2 separate regions of the Mus musculus genome follow, and region 1 is linked to region 2. A link is a contact called in public Hi-C data. All regions are on one chromosome and are shown on one strand. Each heading gives the region's core, a stretch centred on a gene start, on an enhancer-like site or on the middle of the called end of the contact. The rest is flanking DNA. Distances are from core to core; before and after follow the strand shown. Region 1 overlaps Gm27162 (predicted gene 27162). Region 2 overlaps Ets1 (E26 avian leukemia oncogene 1, 5' domain).

What was found. Hi-C and Micro-C count contacts between places; a contact is called where the count stands out from the background.
Region 1: a Hi-C map of Th1 cells shows a contact between it and region 2, with 1.7 times the contacts expected there. The contact joins two enhancer-like sites. A contact is called at or near these places in 5 of 484 Hi-C or Micro-C datasets (Th1 cells, embryonic fibroblasts, regulatory T cells and 1 more), 13 of 115 datasets of contacts at active chromatin or transcription factors (Th17 cells, acute myeloid leukemia, bone marrow-derived macrophages and 9 more) and 1 of 9 other capture datasets (embryonic stem cells).

What each region holds. Positions count from the first base shown.
Region 1 is chr9:32,914,539-32,918,001 of GRCm38.p6, forward strand. All of the region lies in intron 1 of Gm27162 (predicted gene 27162), which reads right to left. Among named protein-coding and RNA genes, the nearest start is that of Gm27162, 13 kb to the right of the region's middle. Within about 2 kb of position 1,928, at least 31 of the 459 cell types and tissues checked have an H3K27ac peak or open chromatin away from gene starts, as enhancers often do. A contact at or near this core is called in Th1 cells, effector CD8 T cells and regulatory T cells, where this site is marked.
Region 2 is chr9:32,650,734-32,653,952 of GRCm38.p6, forward strand. The region is part of intron 2 of Ets1 (E26 avian leukemia oncogene 1, 5' domain); the gene reads left to right. Among named protein-coding and RNA genes, the nearest start is that of Ets1, 16 kb to the left of the region's middle. Within about 2 kb of position 1,713, at least 48 of the 459 cell types and tissues checked have an H3K27ac peak or open chromatin away from gene starts, as enhancers often do. A contact at or near this core is called in Th1 cells, effector CD8 T cells and regulatory T cells, where this site is marked.

The sequences.
Region 1 (3,463 bases), core at 678-3,177, 260 kb after region 2:
CTAAGTTTTAAATTATACATGAAATTAAATTTACTGCCTTACCATTTTACAGGGCCTAAATCCGTGGCACTGAGTGCATGACAGTGTAATGCAGCCACTGCCATGGTCATCTGCAGATCTATTCTATATCACATCCCCAAACTGAAACTCTGCACTCATGTAATACCAACTCCCAATTCTACCCATCTACACAGTGCCTGGTAACTAACTGCCATTCTATTTTCTTCCTGTACATGTTGAATTAATCTTCACACCTCTTCTGAATACCTGATCTATGTAGATTCTTGCAGTGTTTGTCCTATAGGATATGACTTATGTCACTTAGCAAGGGCCCGCTTATTCAGGTGGTATCTACCGTGTCCTGCCACTGGTACAGACCAGAAGACTCACACTTTGGCTTTGCTGGGCAAGATGTGTGTTTCTCTTGAGGAAGCACTTCTTTGGGTGATAGTGGGTGACCTAATTATTTAATGTCCTGGATTTTTTTTTTTCTTGCCTAAGTAAAACACCAATGTTGGTAGTTTCTGAAGACACTGTTGTGAGTCTATTTCTTTATTTACTCAACTCATTTTTTTTTATTAAGAACCACACACTTCCTAGGCTTTACTTGACCATGAAGTTGCTCATGGCCATCATTAGATTCTTTTTATTATTATTATTATTTTTTTTTTAGATATACACTGCCTAAAGAAGAAATGCAAGGTGTAAGCACACCTGTTTATTTTCATTTTACAATTATTTTGCTCATGAGTTTGACAAAATCATGAGGACTAGCCTCCATGCAGCCATATTAATTTCTTATAAGACACCAGAGGTGTCTTAGAGGACTGTGTGCCTGGAGACAGTGGAAGGAGGGAGCTAAAGGCCTTTCCATGTTGGAGAAGGGTTGGCTCCTGTTGTTCATGCAGACTATGTTCTCCAAAAGTATTTTTAGCTGAGTGTTTTCACAGGAAAGCTTTTGGAGCAAATGTAAAATGTGTCCAACAGGTACCTCCATGACAAGGAGATGCAGTCTGCGGGCCTGCCTTTCAGAGTAAAGGAGCTGAAACCAAAAGCAAAGGCCACAGGTGCTGCAGACAAGGGTAGCAATAAGAAGTGAGAGGCGTTTGGAGTGCGGAGGAACTGGACTCAGATCTGGTTGGTATTCTATTAATCTCCAGGGTCCTTAGCTACAGAAGAGGCAGTCATGACTTCAGTCTCAGAATATCTTTCTATCTTCTCAGAGAGATGTCAATTCCTGGGGACCCCCTTGTGGTATCCCTGACTCAGAAGGAAACTCATCAGTTACTATAGCACACCATCACAGACCACTTCCTGAAAGACTTTGGGTTTTCCCTAGAAGGCTCTTGTTCATGTACAGCCCTGCCAGGAACAACTGGGGACCAATAGTGGGGCAGCCTAACTGAAACGGTGACCTGATTTTTAACAAATATACACACAGCACAGTACACAAAGATAGCCACTGGGACAAGAATAGAGCTGCAGAGGAGAACTGATTTCTCCTCTCTCTAATCCCCTCTGCCACTCTCCATATGTGCATATGTGTGTGAGCATGCACACGCACACACACACACACACACACACACACACACACACACACAGACCCATGTCCACAGTTTGTTGTTTATGTTTTAATTTGTGCATCCTAAGTAGATACAGAAAGAAGAAAACCAAAAAATAACCTAGACCAGGAGAAGAAAGAAACCAACCATAACAAGGTTGCTAATGTTTTGATTTCATGTGATCTGGGATAAAAGGTATCAGGTGGAGGTGGGTTCTGTGGATGCCTCCATTTAGGAAGAGATGAGCAAAAAGAGTAAAAGCATTTCTTGTTTGGTGTCTTAGAATTGTCAATACGCTGGTAGTATTGTAAATCTGCAGCTGGGAGCAAAATGCTCTGAAAATCTTCTCATGATAGAAATCTGTAGAGCACACGCCTAAGAAGACACAGATGCACAGGCTGGTGAAGTTACTTTGAGCTTTAGCACTGCCTGGGTTTCTGAGCAGTCAAGACAATTACAGGAATATGAGAGGTTATAGTTTATTCATCATATTAAGAACATGTCTTTTCGTCTTTGTTGGTATGAATCCAAGTTATAAATGAATTTTCTGAATTTAGTATATAATCATGGAGGTAATTTTAAGATAGAATGAGTTACTTAATAATGTTTGTAAAGTTGAAACATTTAAATATTATATAAATTTATTTAAATAGTCAACAGTTACATTTAAACATAGTTTACTGTATTTTGTTACAAGTGTGTGTGTGTGTGTGTGTGTGTGTGTGTGTGTGTGTACGCGTGCCTGCATGCCCAGGTACACATGTGTAGATCAAAGGACAATGTGTGCAGTCAGTTCTGTCTTTCCACCACATGGGTTGTCAGGCATGGGGACAGATGCCTTTAGCCATTGATTCGTCTCACCAGCCCTTATTTATTAGTTTTTGCTATATCAAGTGTTGGATCCAAGCCAAGACTATAAGCCAAAAACTTAGCTGTTGCTTCTTAATCATCTGCTTGATAAAAAACCATCAAGATTAGCCTAGCTGTTACTCCTTCTCCAGTAACACTAGTCATTTATCTATGCCTTACATAGGAAGTTGAATTTTAACTTTTGGTTCTAATCTGTGGTAGGACCCAGAAACTGTTTCCTGATTGAAGAAATTTCTACAAGCTTTTAATACCAGATAAAACATGACAAAATTTGAACATTTGTCATGTTCTTAAGAAGTTTGGCCTGTCTTTTTGCTTTACTAAAAGGCCTTCCATCTTCTGTAAGGCTGAGCCCTGGGAGAATGTTGCAGGGAGCATGAAGACTATCTCAGGATGCCGTCCAGCTCTTCTGATAATTCAAAGAAGTAGAGAACAAGATCCTTGCCTGACTGGGATGAGAGATGGAGTCAGTCATGTCATTTTAGCCAAGGAGAGGGAGGGGATTCAGGTTTTCTATCTTCCATTTTAGTATTTTTAGTTCTGGGTGACAGAGGGTTTTTTAGATAGGAGAGGAACACAGAAAATCTCCATCATGTTTTCTAATCTCCGTGTTGTCATTATACTTTATTAGCACAATCAGACTGGAGACTGTTATAGTGAAAGTCCAGAGAAGCGAGAAGGGAACTCTTTTAAACACAGTGTTTCTGTTGTAGATGGTGATGAGAAATGAAGATCTCATTATTAAGAAATCAATAGCATAATTCTTAAAGTTCCCCCTGATTATCTCTCCTCTTGCCTCACCCTAAACACACACACACACACACACACACACACACACACACACACACACACACACACAGAACCAGCTAGATCTGCTTCCTTTCCTTGGTTCATCAAATTACACTCAACGCTTCTTTTTAAGAGATAATTAGAATTTACCATATGATGTTGAAATCAACAGCTACATGCCTTCTCTTACCTATGAATTCCTCAAAGATAAGGCTCAGTATACAATCTTCTTGAGATCACAC
Region 2 (3,219 bases), core at 463-2,962:
CTATTTTTCTGTTATGCTATGCTGGCTAGCCCTTGTGGGCTCTGGAAGTCCCTCTAGTACTGGCTCATTGGCTCTTTCCTGCGTAATCCTTCTTTGAACACCACACTGCTGGCCTACCTCGAGGAGGGCAGGTGTGGGAGGGCTAGACTGCTTATGGTTTTAACTAAACATAACATAGGCTGGTTTATTTTAGGGTCAGGGTTATGTCAAGGTTCCTTCTGACAAGGAGGAAGTGTGGAGGATGGCCAAAGGAATTACCTTATTTGGGCCCATGTAGACAGGATACTAGGAAGCATCTTGAGCCGTGCAGAAGGTAGGGGTAATGATTACCTACTAACCACTTCTCAGAGCTGCAGGCTTTGGAACACATAGCAATATGATCAGGGTCAAGGGAGGGTTCCCAGGGTGCTGTTCTACATGGAATATACTGATACCCCAGAGGTTAAATGAAATACACATTCAAAATGTCTTTTGATAAGACTGTTTAGGGAACATCCCTGTCTGAGGGTAGGGTGACCATATTGAAGAGTCCCAATTCTTTCACCATAGTTCAAACATACTCTTTTTTATAAATATGATGCCTATATTTTCCAAATGAAAAATTCAAAAACTGTCCTACAAGGCTTTATAAACAAACAAACAAACCTGTGAGTATATCTTATAAAAGAATTCTAGGCTGGCGACATTGTAATGGTCTGATTTCCTGTCAGGCCCCAAGTTCCCCAGAATAACAATTCAAACTCAAAATAAAAATAAAACTACCCAGGCCATACAGCTAGGCTTATTCTCTGACTTGCTAATAACTTAAAATAATCCATTTATATGAATCTACATTCTGCCACGTGCTCAGGTACCATGTGGCTGTTTCATTGCATCTTCCCTGGCGAATCTCTCATGTTGCCATCATCCCAGAATCCCTTCTGCCAGCCAGATGTCCCACCTTCTATCCTGCCCTTTCCTATAGGCCATAGGTTTTTAACTGACAGGTGATGCATCCATACAACACACAAGAGATTCTCTCTACAGGAGATGGCTCTGTGGGTAGAAGCACTTGCTTGGAAAGCATGATCATCTGAGTTAGGCTTTCGGATCCCATGTGAAGGTGGAAGGAAGTCTGAGCCCATAAAGTTGCTCTTCGACTCCATCAGGCTGCCACACACATCACGCGCACTTTAAAATGTTTCTAAGATTTAAAAACAGTTTTGCCTTTGTCTGAAGGCTACTGTGTTATGCAGAGTCAAGCAATATGAACTCAGGGCTACTTTATAACAAGTGATCACTGAAGGCTTTGGGAGAAGGAAATGTACCTGAGTGTACACTGCATGTCAGCTTGAGAGTGACCTGAGAGAGGCTGTCAGCCACTGGCTGGCTCAGGCATCTGCCACACAGTCCTAGACTGTGCTAATAGGACTTGCGTGCTTGCCCCGTTGGCTGCATGTTAAATCGGTGGTACCAAAGAGCATCATCCCAGCCAACAAGTTCAGCTACTGACGTTTGCAAAGTAAGTCCCACAGGACAATCCTCACCCAAGCTATCTCTCAGAGTTTTGTTTGTTTTAAGTGTGGGGTGTGTGTGTGTGTGTGTGTGTGTGTGTGTGTGTGTGCACGTGCGCGTGTGCATGTGCGCGTGTGGATTTGCATGTAGCCTTGTTGAATCCTCTAGAGGTGAAGTCACAGGAAGATGTGAGTCATCTGATTTGGGTGATGGGAACTGAAACTACATCTTCTGTGGGAGCAGTATGTGCTCATAGCTGCTGAACGGTCCATCTCTCCAGTCCCCATCTCAGAGGTGTTGAGATTAATTCTGCATCCCGTCATTCTCTCCAAGATCTAGAAAATCCCCTTTTGTATCTCCCTCTCCTCCCCTCCCTTACCTTTTCATTCTTTTATATAGTGCTGAGGATTGAGCTCAAGCATGCTAGACCAGTGTTCTACTTCTGAACACTAAACCTCCAGCCACCTTTATATTTGTTATAAAAACCTGAGACAGGGTTCCCTTAATCTTCCCATACTAGTCTTGACCTTGTGATCCTCCAGCCTCACCCTATTAAAGAGCTAGAATTACATGTCTCTGACACCCAGTCTGGCCTCTTTTGTTTATTGTATTTTTCCTTTCTGTTATGATTGATTGACTAATAGACTCTCTCTCTCTCTCTCTCTCTCTCTATATATATATATATATATATATATATATATGTATATATATATATATATGTGTGTGTGTGTGTGTGTGTGCGCGCATGTGTGTACACATATATAATTTGTTTCTATCTTCATATACTCTAGGTCACAGAAGGAGAAACCACCTTCCTCTTGTTCCTTAAGATGAGGTTGGAGCTCTCAGGACAGCTTTGGGATACACCTGGACTATATTCTTTTTTTTTTTTTTTCTGCTAAAACAAAACTTTTGAGATTGGATAATTTATAAACAAATAATCAAAACAAACAACAACAACAACACATTATTTTTAAGCTCCATTCTAGAGTCCAATAAGCCTAAAACTCCAGGGCTATATCTAGTAAAGACTTTCTTGCTGTGTTCTAAAGATTGTGAAGTCATCTTTGAGTGTCAATTTATAAATGTTTGTTGCAGTTTTCCTTTTAACCCAGCTAGCTCACAAATAATCGAGACTGGACTATTATATTTATTTAACAAGCTTTAAGGGACAACAACTGAGTAATTAGTATTTTAATCTTCCGAGATTATCGGGCTACCTCGAAGTTAAAATTCCAGTGATATTTTGCATTTTAGCACTGGTCTGGCTCTCTGGGGTCCAAGTTCTTTCTTGTGGTGCCTCCCAGACTCTCTTTCAGTGGCTAATGTGCACTTCCCCTCTTTCTCCATTCTCCCTCCCCTGGCTCGGAAGAAGTCCAGCCCTATTCTTTTCCCTGCTCAGTCATTGGCTGATCAGCTTCTTTATTGACCAATAAGGGAATAATTAGGGGAGCAATGGACACAACATTAAGAAATGAGATTCTCAGAATAAGGATTGCAACCAGATGTGGGGTCCAAAAGGAACCAGCATTTGGATAATTCATGGCTAATCTTTACATGGTGCACAATAACATTGTATCTACAAGCTTGGGATGTGGAGTTTGAGAGTGAGTGGGTGGGGGGAGGGGGATGAGCATAAGAGAGTGAGGCCAGGAGGAACCTAACTGAGCTCAGTTCTTCTCATCAGGAATCTGCCTCTACAATCATAAGGCTGGCTGGCTCAGG